Linked DNA regions of Callithrix jacchus: region 2 is linked to region 1. A link is a contact called in public Hi-C data. All regions are on one chromosome and are shown on one strand. Each heading gives the region's core, a stretch centred on a gene start, on an enhancer-like site or on the middle of the called end of the contact. The rest is flanking DNA. Distances are from core to core; before and after follow the strand shown. Region 1 holds the start of NAXD (NAD(P)HX dehydratase). Region 2 has its middle 100 kb from the start of ANKRD10.

The links. Hi-C and Micro-C count contacts between places; a contact is called where the count stands out from the background.
Region 2: a contact with region 1 is called in a Hi-C map of induced pluripotent stem cells, with 1.9 times the contacts expected there. The contact joins the enhancer-like site here to the promoter of NAXD in region 1. A contact is called at or near these places in 2 of 3 Hi-C or Micro-C datasets (induced pluripotent stem cells and skeletal muscle).

Annotation. Positions count from the first base shown.
Region 1 is chr1:26,186,067-26,191,825 of calJac240_pri, reverse strand. It overlaps NAXD (NAD(P)HX dehydratase), which reads right to left and starts at 2,454. Exons shown (of 11, transcript XM_078331552.1): 1 at 2,234-2,454.
Region 2 is chr1:26,385,085-26,390,843 of calJac240_pri, reverse strand. No RefSeq gene overlaps it. Among named protein-coding and RNA genes, the nearest start is that of ANKRD10, 100 kb to the left of the region's middle. Within about 2 kb of position 3,108, at least 4 of the 16 cell types and tissues checked have an H3K27ac peak or open chromatin away from gene starts, as enhancers often do. A contact at or near this core is called in skeletal muscle, where this site is marked.

The DNA of each region.
Region 1 (5,759 bases), core at 1,205-3,704:
TCCATGTGGGACTCACCTCAATTACCTCGAACACAGCGTGGCACAGAACACAACACTTGATAAATGTTTGATGAAGTAAAGACATCTTGATTCGCTCTCCTCACCAACAGCCAGTTTCTCTTTCTTTTACAGGTAAGGAAACTGGGGCCCAGAGAGAGACCCGATGCTGTGGTTAGTAATGGACAAGCCAGGCCACAAGACACTCATTTACTAAAGTGCTGCCAGGTTTTTGTTTTTCTTTTTGTGGGCACATAGTAGGTGTAAAATGCTCCCATTATAAGGCAAAATAAGAAGTACCACATTTTCCTTTAACTAGAATTGTATTAACACAAAGTAAAATCCAGGCTGCTCAAAAGCATTCACCTAAGACAAACAGCTTCTGTTAGCAAAAGGGCCAAAGTGGTCAACTAAACTTCCCAGCATTTGGCAGTGAAGCAAGTTCCTGCTGGCTTACTGACATCGATATTTGAACTCACCCACAGAAACATTTACACGCAAACATTAAAGTTCTGAAGGATAAAAAGGCCTTGACAAGAGGTGACTTAATATTTTATGGTATTCAGGAACTTTTCTCAGGACAATTCTGAGTCTGGAAGAACAGGTCAAATCTGTTTGGTTTTAAAGAAGCTGTCTGGGGAAGACTATCACTGCTGCTTTGCGCTAAAAGTGTCTTTAGTACTGGAAAATTCTATTTAAAAAAATAAAAGTACTTTAAGTTAACGTAAACTACAACTAATTTAGAGCAACAATCCCTAAGTTAACTGAAATATAGCCTAAAGCCTGGGTGAGAAGTCAGTAATATACAACACTACCTGGCTTTTGGTAGAAGTTTAGGAAATCAGTCTGATAATGAACCCTCAACCAAGTACAATGAAAAATCTTGCCACTAATCATGGTGTGTGAATTTAAGGTAAACAGCTACAAATAAATCTGTATATCAAGTGGTTTTAAGAAGGCTCCCTGCTGGTGTGACTGAGGGGCAGTGTGGAGGACCCTCTCAGAGCCACTCAATGATTCAGAGCCAGTGTGAGGAGAACAAAAAGCCAAAAGCTCTGACGATGCCCAACATACACACAAGGTACAATCTGCCCAGAGACTACAGCAACAAATCCCATTTAACGATTTCAGCCACTTGCTGGCTGAAGAATCCTGGCTAAGTCACTTTCCCTAAGCCTCTATTTATCTTCTGTACCAAGGTGGATAACAGCAATCTCTCCTTATGAGAAATGAGGAGTCACAATACAAGAACTACTTCCTGTATAAAAGATGTTAGATACACCAATACCCACAAGGCAAACAGAAAGGGAAAAACCCTAAGAAAAGATGGGGCTCCGAGCACTTGCTCAGCTCCTGCTTAAATTCTTCCTACATAATCCGTTCTATTTGAAAAGGCATCTCAGAGTCCGAGGACCAGCCAAGACCAGGGCAGCGCCCTCGGGGGCATCTGGCCAGCGCTCCGGGTTCTGGGGATGACTCAGGTGAGCCTCCCTCCCCAAGGGACCTCCTGCGCGCGCGCGCACACACACTGTGGCCCGGGGCGAGCGAAGGAGGAGGCCTGGCTGGTCGAGTCCTTCTCTGAGGTCCAGGCGTCGCAGTATCTGGTCCCTATTGTCCAAAGACGTGCAGGGTCGTCTGTCACTTGCCTAGTGGCACTGGAGCTTCCAGCTGGGGATGCAGACGCGGCCCTGCTTCCTGTAGGCGCGCAGCCCGCTAACCCGTCAGCTCGGCAGCACGTCCGCCGCCTCCCAGGGCCCCAGGAGGTCCCCCGTCTCCAGCTGTGGTTAGTAATGGATTAGCCAGGCCACAAGACACTATTTTCCCAAACAGCGTGTGGCAAAATAGCAAGACCACAGCAAGCCAGGAGATGGCGAGCATCGTTCCCAGACTGGGAGCGGGGCCAGAGCAAACTGGGATTCGACCCCCACGGCGCCCCAGGGTCCTCCTACCGGCCCTCCGCACCATGCTCCTCGGCCACCGCGCGGGCTCCGCAGCTCACGCCCGCTGCCGGGACGCTATGACAGCGGGTGGCTCCAGCCCCAGCGCCACCCTCTGTTACCCCGCGCGGGGCTCCTGTCACCACCAGCAGCGCCCAGCCGGCTTCCAGGAGGCCTCTCGCCTCTCCCTACTCAGCCCCGCAGGCACACGGCGCCCCGGTCCCGCGCGTGGGCTGACCCTCGGCGGCGCCTTCCCTTCGCGAGCCAGCAGAGGAGGTCGGTGATCAGCGGTCGGGTACCTGCGTCCAGTGGCTGCCCGTACAGCGCGAGTGCGGCCGAGAGCAAAGCGACAACAGCCGCGCCGGCAACCGCAGCCCCGGCCTCCGCTCGTGTGACCATTCCCGGGCCGGACGGAGTCGACCTTACCTCGCCTGCAAGTCCGGAACGCCCCACAGTGAGAATTCAGGGCCATCCGGCTGCATTCCGGACTCCCGGCGGCCCCCGCGCCACCGCCGGAAACACAGGCAAGAATAGCTGTTTCCGGTTTCCCGACCGCTCCCGCGCCGCTGCCGGCATTGGGATCCCAACTCGCGCAATCACACCTCTTTCTAGATGATTGACAAGCGCGACTCCCAATCCGGCCTGGCCCAGCTCTGGCCTACGAGAGTTCTGCTGAAAGGCAGGTTGAAGAATTGAGATGAGTCAGCTTTAGGATCTTGTTTGTGTTTATCGGCCCTTTTTTACGCATGTGTCGTTATAGAAAATGATTTTGCCGGCAGGTGGAGTGGCGAGGCCCCCTAAGTGCCCACAGTGTAGCAATCAGGTGCCTTTCTGCTCCAGGGCGACCTCTGCCCTGAACCCCAAACCAAGCACACCGAGAGGCCCAGCCGCCTTCAACCGTCTCAGGTCATGGCAGCTCCATCACTCCCGCGTTGAGGCCCAAACCCCTGGAAGGCGTCCTGACCTCTCTCTCCCACCCGTGCTCCTCTTGTGGCTGAGGCCTCTCACCTCTACTGCCACCCTGTTTGAAGCCACTCTCATGGTGCCAAAGGAAACTCGTGGGGCCAGGCATGGTGGCTCGCTTGTGATCCCAGCACTCTGGGAGTCCAAGATGGGAGGATCATTTGAGCCCAGGAGTTCGAGACCAGCCTGGGCAACATAACATAATGAGAACCCCCCTTCTTTACCAAAAATTGTTTGAAAAATTAGCAGGGGATGGTGGTGGGCACCTGTAGTCCCGGCTCCTTGGGACTACAGGTGGGAGGATGGCTCAACATGTCAGAGGCCTTTAAACCAGAGTGATTCCATCTTGAATAGGGGCTGGGTAAAATGAGGGTGAGACCTACTGGGCTGCATTCCTAGGAGGTTAGGCATTCTTAGTTACAGGATAAAATAGCCAATGGCCACAAGATGCAGGTCACAGAACCCCCCCACTGATAAAACGACACAGCAAAGAAACCAGCCCAAAGCCCACCAAAACCAGGATGGCCACGAAAGTCCTCACTGCTCATTATTTGCTGAATATCATGTATTAGCATACTGAAAGTCCCACCAGTGCCATGACAGTTTACAAATGCTATGGCAATGTCAGGAAATTACTTCCTATGGTCTGGAAAGGGGAAGAACCCTCCGTTCCAGGAATTGGCAACCCCTTTCCTGGAAAACTCATGAATACTCCTCTCGTTATTTAGCCTGTAATCAAGAGATAACTGTAAGTATACTCAGTCAGGCAGCCAGTGCCACTGCTCTGCCTATGGAGTAGCCATTCTTTTATTCCCTTACTTTCTTAATAAATTTGCTTTCACTTTTGGACTCACCCAGAATACTTTCTTGCATAAGGTCCAAAAACTCTCTCGGGGTCTGGAACCACTTTCTGATAACAGAGTCAAACCCTGAACTATACCTACCAGACCAAACCAATAAGGAGTTTAACCACAGTAACTGAGCTTTAGTTAATGGCAGGGGACTACTAACCCGTTAAGCAATGAAGCTCTGATCAATCAGCTGTCCCTAAAATACACTTCTGCTGTCAGATCATGTTCCTGAGTGCTCTGACCTGCTCTGGTTTGGAGGGTTGCCCCTTTCAGGAATCTGCTTTGTTTTGTTCAAATACACTCAGTTAAAATATAAATGTGTCTAGGGTTTTTCTGTTTAATAGTGTGTAGCCTGGATGATGGCAGTAGTCTGCTGCATGAGTGTCAACGAAAAGAATCAAACTCTCAAATATTTGAGATTTATTCTAAGCCAAAGATGAGTGACCATGACCTGTAACATAGCCCCAGGAGATCTGAGAACGTGTGCCCAAGGTGGTCAGGCTACAGCTTGGTCTTATATGTGGCAGGGATACAGAAGGCATCAATCAGTACATATAAAGAAGTACATTGGTTCAGTCAGTCCAGAAAAGCAGGACAACTCAGAGAGGGGCTTCCAGTAATACACAGGTGGATTCGAATATTTTCTGATTGGTAATTGGTTGAAAGTTTACTTAAAGACATGGAATCAATAGAAAGAAGTGCCTGGATTAAGATAAGGGATGGTGCAGATGAAGCCTCTGAAGCCAGGTAGCAGGCTTCAGAGAAAATAGATTGTAAATGTTTCTTTCTTTCTTTTTCTTTTTTAGACAGAGTCTCACTGTAGTAAATGAGAATAATTAAAAAGTTCCTCTTCAAAGCTTTCCTCTTAGTTCATTATGAATAAATAATGGTTTCTTCAAAGGTTAATTTACTTTAAAGCCTTTGCTAAAAATCTTAAAGCAGCTGTTGTCATAAGAAGCAAATAACTGTATCCCAGGTTCTTAGTTCTTATGCTTTAACCTGGATGCTTGCCCTGACACTCCTGGACAAGCCCAGGCAAGTCTTAGGGCATAGCTTTTTCCCTTTCTTATTTGGAAATGGTATTGCTTCTCTAAGCATTAAGTTATTTCCTCTTTTCCTTTGTTCTCCTCTGCCTTTACCTCTTTAGAAAAGTTGTTAAGTTGTTAGCCAACTGGGGGCGGCCTAGACTGTGAGGTCCAGTTCCAGCCGGTGGAATCAGGACAGAGCAGTAGGGCAGATGCATTAGATATAAATGCCCTGCCTCCTTTGTTCAGTGTCCTCTCATGGCAAGATGGCTAATGGGAGCACCCTTTCTGCAGAAAGTAAAGTTGCCTTGCTGAGAAAATTAAATTTATGTGACAGTGCTACTTCTTTTGCAGCACCAAAAATTCACATATAACAGTTTGGGGGCTTGTCCAACATTGCCATTCCCCTCTGGAGTGGTCTCCAGTCCTCTCTTGTGAGAAGGCCCCCCCCCGCCACCTCTTTGCAGTGGCCTTTGGGGTAGAGAGCTGGGACCTAACTGGTTCAAGGAATAAACCTGGATTCTCAGCAATGCAGGGGAAAGAGATTCCAAACCGTGGTGACCAGGGGCCTCGACCAGGCAGTCTTGTGCATGAGCCAAGGTAGGAAACGTTACAAAGGGGTGACAAAGTACTTCCTTGGTGGTCAGCTTCTGAAAGTTTAAATGTGTGTGTGAATGTGGTGGTGTTTGTATGAATGGTGACAAGTCCTACTGCTGGACAGAGTGAGTGGGTCCTCTCTCTGCAGTTCTGTGGCTACCTCAGAAGGCTTAGGATGGATCCTGCCATGGGAATTATACCAGCACACTGATGCTAAGAGAGCCCTAAATCTCCTTGGGCAGTCAGAGGACCATTTTTTTTTTTTTTTTTTTTTTGAGATGGAGTCTCACTCTGTCACCCAGGCTGGAGTGCAATGGCATGATCTTGGCTTACTGCAACCTTGGCCTCCCAGGTTCAAGCAATCCTCCCCCATCAGCCTCCCAAGTAGC
Region 2 (5,759 bases), core at 1,859-4,358, 200 kb before region 1:
AATACCATCCTGTCAAGGCAAATGTCACATGGTGGGGGCCTGTGCGGTCCCACACAGGTCTGTCTCCGGTGACAACTGGCTTTGCTCCCTGCCTTTCCAAGCGGTTGCTGGCATGGGTTGCAGATGAGAGATGGCAGATGAGAGAACTGAGGTGGCAGGGTGGTTGGGTAAGCTGATCAAGGTCTTTGGAGCTGGAAATGGCCACACAGTCAACATCCGGTGAATGGTGCAGGATGGGGCTCCTGCTGGTCGTGCACCACGGCTGTCTGTGAATCAGAGCTATGCGGCTTGGCGAGTGAGCCTGCCACACGTTTTTGGTAAATTTGACAGTGGAAAAGTTCCAGTGTAGATCGGTCTTGTTTTTGCATCATTCCCCCTCCTGCCTTGATTAGAAGATGCCCAGCTGGTCCAAAGGCCCCACGACTACTGCTTCTGCAATAGTGTTTAGACACTTCCCAAAGCAATATTTGTTCCCCTTACACATTTGTGACCACAGGGAAAGTCACCTGATGCTCAGGAATAAAGCTCTGCCCTCTCTTGTCACCAACAAGGACACAGAAGGGTCACAAGTCCATGAAAAAACAGCACTCACCCTCCCTTCCTTCACACTGTGCTGAAAGCCTACCCTACAGGCCTCTCAAAAGGAATTGATGGAAAGTCCCTTGCAGGATGTGACATAAATAATGTTACAAAAACACGCTTACTTCTGAAAGAATTACCTGGTTACCAGGAGACTTCTTCTGGAAATTCTGCAAGGCCCCCCCAGCCCCAGAGCAGGGGTGAATCATACAGTACCAAGGAGCCCAAAGCCTTAGAGCAGCTGGCCCAGGGGTTAAAGAGGGAGACATGGAGATGACAGGTTTGAGACTAGGAGAAAGAAGAGGGAGAAATTTCAAAAAACACAGAGGCCAGAAAGGTCAGAGACCTAGGAAGCTGACAGAAAAGAAAGCTTCAGACATGAGCAGCAACAGGGCAGATGCTGCTCCATGGAAGCCGCTTTTCGACACAAAGTCCTACTCAAAACAATGCTCTAGGCCGGCTTTCCTCTGCAAACCTTACCCCATCCACACTTAGCAGGATTTGAAGAATTGATTAAGGGTTTAAAGCATATCAACACACTGAATATCTGGAAGGAAACTAGTAAAAGCTGCTTCTGACTATATTACCCATCACTGAATAGAATGCATATACACCACTGTAACAGCAGGTTCTCCAGAAACAAAAACTCAGAACCAACAGGACATGTGTATCTGTATATACAGAGAGAGATTACTTTTAAGGAATTGGCTCAGGTGACTATGGAGGCTGCTAATTTGAGATCTGCAGGGTGGGCGGGCAGGCTGGAGACCCAGGGAAGACCAAGCCTGCAGCTCGTGGTTGCTCAGGCAGGTCAGTCACTGTTCCATTCAGGCCTTCAGCTGACCCCGGGGGACCCATCTACTAGCAAGGGCCATCTGCTTTACTCAAAGTGCACTGGTTTAAATGTTCATCTCACCCAAAAACATCCTCACAGGGACATCCAGAATGAGGTTTGACTACACATCCCGGCCCAGCCACGCTGACATATAAAATTAAGCATCACGACCATGCATTTGCATGTTGTTGACACTGAGAGAAAGGCAGGGCCGGCTGCACAGCTGATGGCTGCCCGGATTTACTGTGCGCTAATGTCATCTAAGCTTCATGAGGGCAGGGATTTTTCTCTTTTGCTTCACTGCTGTTTCCAGTGCCTCGCATTTAATGAATAAAATAAAATGAAAAACACTGTTGAGCACATGGCCGTGCTGCTGCTGTTTGGAATCGGTGCGTGCGTCTGGCATGCATTCATCTGGGAATCGGGGCCTGTGCTGGACAGACGCCCAGGCGGCACCTGGGTCGCCACCTCCTCCTATTCCTGTCTTGCTGGAATCCTTTCTCCTTGATGTGGGGGGACCTGTGACTTGCTCCTGACACACAGCGTATGGTAGAGGGACAGCATGTCTCTCCCGTGATCCGGGCACGTTCCCCGGCCTCCACCCACAGCAGACTTGCTCTAGAGCCCCCGCGGGCTGAAGAAGTAAGAGGCCGCCCTGGAAACGACCATTTGGAGACAGACTGAGGGCAGCCACCGACAGCCAGCAAGGACTGGGGTCCCAGAGGGAAGGTGAGCTCTGCCAGCAGCCCGTGGGGACTCCCGAAGAGGTGGCCCCGCGTGAGAACGCCGCTCAGCCGACGCTGGTGAGAGCGCGGACGGGGACCCCGCACGCCGAGCCCGGAAGCCACGACACACGGCGCGTGTGCGGCTCCGAGCTGCCCAGCCTGGCTCTCCGGACGCAGCCCCCACGCAGTTGCGCCTGCAGGAGTGGGAAGCAGCAAGGCTGCGTGTTCGAGGCCCGGGTCTGCCGATCCGTGCGACTTCCGTCGGTCGGTAGATTTCTCTGGGCCTCTGTTTCCTCACCCGCAAGGGTCCGTCTCTAAAGTCTTTTTCTTTCCGCGGCTCTTTGATTCCAGAGGCAGGAAAGTCTGGAGGGAAAGCAAAGGTCAAAACCGAACCCTGGAGGGTTGAAGGTCACGTTGTCCAGAGGGTCGCTCGTGTGAAGGCCGTTGTGTGAGGGGGGGGTCCTGAGGGGGAGTCGTGGGAGGGCGCCTCGCGGGGGAGCGCCAGGAGAGGGGCGTCGGGAGGGGGAGCTTCGGAAGCCAAGCGGGGCGTGTCGTGAGGGGCGCGTCCTGAGCGGGGCGCGACGTGGGGGACGTGGTGAGGGGCGCGTCCTGAGGGGGGCGCGCCGTGGGGGACGTGGTGAGGAGGTGCGTCCTGAAGGGGGGGCGCGTCCTGAGGGCGTCGTCCTGAGTTAGCGCGTCGTAGGGGCCACGTCGTGAGGGGCGCGTCGTCGGGCGAGTCTCTGTCCCTCCCTCTCGAGCCCCCCTCCGCAGCTCCCCCCACCGGTAGGGCTCTTCCTGTCCGTGCGTCGCGGCCCCTGCATCCGCCTTCCCCAGCAGCGCCGTCCTCGGGGGGAGTTGGTCTCCTCCCGCCGGAGCCTGGGGCCGCCTCCCGCTCTGCCGCAGCCCCTCGGGCTCCGGGCTCCGGAGATCTGCCCCCCGGCGGGTCTGTCCGGAAGCGGCCTCGCTTTGCAGGGCAGGAGGCGGCGAGCGCGCCGCGGGCAGGAGCGGTGTCTGCAGGAGGGACAGCCCGCGCGGAGCGGCGAGAAGACGGCGGGGGGCAGGAGGCGGAGGCGGGGGAAGGAAGACGCGCCGGAAAGTGCCGCTGCGGGACAGACGGGCCTTTGGGAAGCCGAGGACCTGAGCCCCTGGGGAAGTGGAATTGACACGAGCACGCGGCGGAGGGGAAGAAACAGGGCAGACGCGGGCACAGGGCGCTCGGGGTGCTCCAGTCTTGCAGACCGCGGCAGGCAGGCCGTGGGGAACTGGGTCCCGGCGGCGGATACCCGCGTGCGGGGCTAACGGAGGCTGCCCTCCCCGAGCCCGGTCTCACGCGTGCTGACTGGTGGCTCAATCCCAGCCCCTGCCTGGCAGAAAGCCCCAGGATGCGGGGGCCTCTGCCCAGGGGAGCTCACGTCCTGTATCAAAGGACCAGGGCGAGGGCGCTGGGCTTCCCTGTGCTTCGCCGAAGGCCGGGCGCTCACTCCGCGGGCTTGGCCGTGGAGGGAAGGGCTCTGGGAGTGGCCGCCCGCTCCAGGCACTGTCATGAGCGCGGTGGCCCCGTCGTGCGTGAGCGTCGGCCAGGCAGTACCGCAGCAGGAGCAAGTTTGCAGCTCTGCCCTCTACCAACATGGGCTTCACTTCTGAGTTCCAGCGCTTTGGAGCTGTGTGGCAGCGGATAACGGCTCAACCTTCCCGAGTGACTTTTCTCATCTGCAACCATGGAGCAAATTATAACATCCGTCTGAAAGGACTGTTAAGGGAGTGCAGTGAGTTTGTTCAAAGCATCAAGTAAATATTCTACCCAGTTCTCAGGCCCCCGCTAAATGGGGAAGGCTAAGGATAGGGCCGAGCTTGTACATGACTCTCGGTACTCAGCACTTCCAAATCCATTATTTCGCTTAATTAATTAGTATGGGAAACAGCTGTTATAAATAATATTCCCTAACTGGATTCAAAAGGCGAGCATCCTGGGAATTTTAGGCTCTTTAGGGACTGTGGCCCTTGTCACCCCGGGGGCCAGGGTAAGGACCTGTTCCTTTTCTTTGAGAGCAGGACTAAATTAACAAGGCGAAGCCAGCTTATCTCGGATGTGGAACATTTTGGCAGTCTTCAACTTTGAATCGAGGACGTCTGCGTTATCACTGTCAGCGGAGAGAGGCCCCAGGCAGAGGCCACTTCCAGAGGTGTCTGGGGAGCACTGCAGCAGGAGACCCCCATTTCCCAGCAAATCCTTCCTTACTCAATCTTTCGGCTACCTGGACTTTACTACCACATCTACAGAGCCATCAATGGCTTCTAATGATGAGCCTGAGGCACTGAGGTGCCTTCTGAATCATCAGAGACATGAAATTGTGTGTTATGTCGACGTGCTGTTCCCATCTTTGCAAAGAGGCCATGGATGCATGCAATAAACGCTTTTGTTGAGGAGAATATGCTGTTAATACTACTGTCTCCCCAGCCCTGACGTATTCCACCAGACAAACATGAGAAGTCAAGGTCGTTGAGAAAGCACCAACACCTTCAGCAAGGCAGTGTGGGGATGGACCCTCAGTCCTGAGGTGAAAACCTCCAGCCAGCCCAGCGCTTCCCAGCAGGGAGCACGGAACACCATGAAGCCCCAGGATGTTGCTTTCCTAAAACAGACCAGTGCCCTTCATGGATTTGGGGCTCTAAGTGCCCCCTATTTCCCTTCTCATAGACCTCATGCCCAGCACCAGGATGTGCTATTCCGGCTTGGTCACCCAGCTGGGAGGTTAAACTTTCCCAACCTGGCCTCAATCTTGGTTTCATCTCTCAGTCTTAATTTTGCTCCGGCCTGGTCTGTCTTGCTGGTTTATGCTGTCATCTAATACAGGGTCTGCAATGAAGATGCTTAGTAAAAGCTGTTGAAAGAATACACTTAAAAGCTTTTGGTTTTATTATACTATTTTATTTATGTTTGTCGTTGCTTGAATATATAACATGCACTGGCATGCACCTGTATTGATGCGGCACTTATTTTTCCCATTCAGAGATGAGCACGCTTACCAGTTTCTTGGCAATGAAAGTATTATGTAATGCATTATCTGCATGAAATATATGTCATATATACACATACATATATGTATACACATACACAATATAATATGAGTGAGAGTATCCCAAACGTACCTCACATTGTTTCTGTTGTTCCTTTTTTTTTCACTTCTTCACATTAGTTTTTTTAACTTTCTATATTGAAAATCGTTTCATTTCAGCACATACAGGGTATCCTCACTCTTTGAAATGGTTTCATAGCATTTTATTTTATGGCGGGACCAGTATTTGTGGAAGCATCCCCACCAACAGACATGAAGTTATTTCTATTCTGTTGCTTTGACAAACATCATCGTGATCAACTGTGCTCGCGCAGGAGCCGTTCTGCACCCGTAGGAGTAGATCCATAGGCTAAACATCTAGAGTTGCTGGGTTGAAGGCTTCATGCATATTACATTTTGTTGGCTGTCGTCAAAGGATCTTCCATCAAAATTTTACCTGTTTACAGTTCCAGCAGCAAAGATAAACTGCGAATTTCGCTCCCCACCCCCGCCGTCTTTACAAATACAGTGTGAGAACAGACTTTATTTGTGCTAATCCTTGCC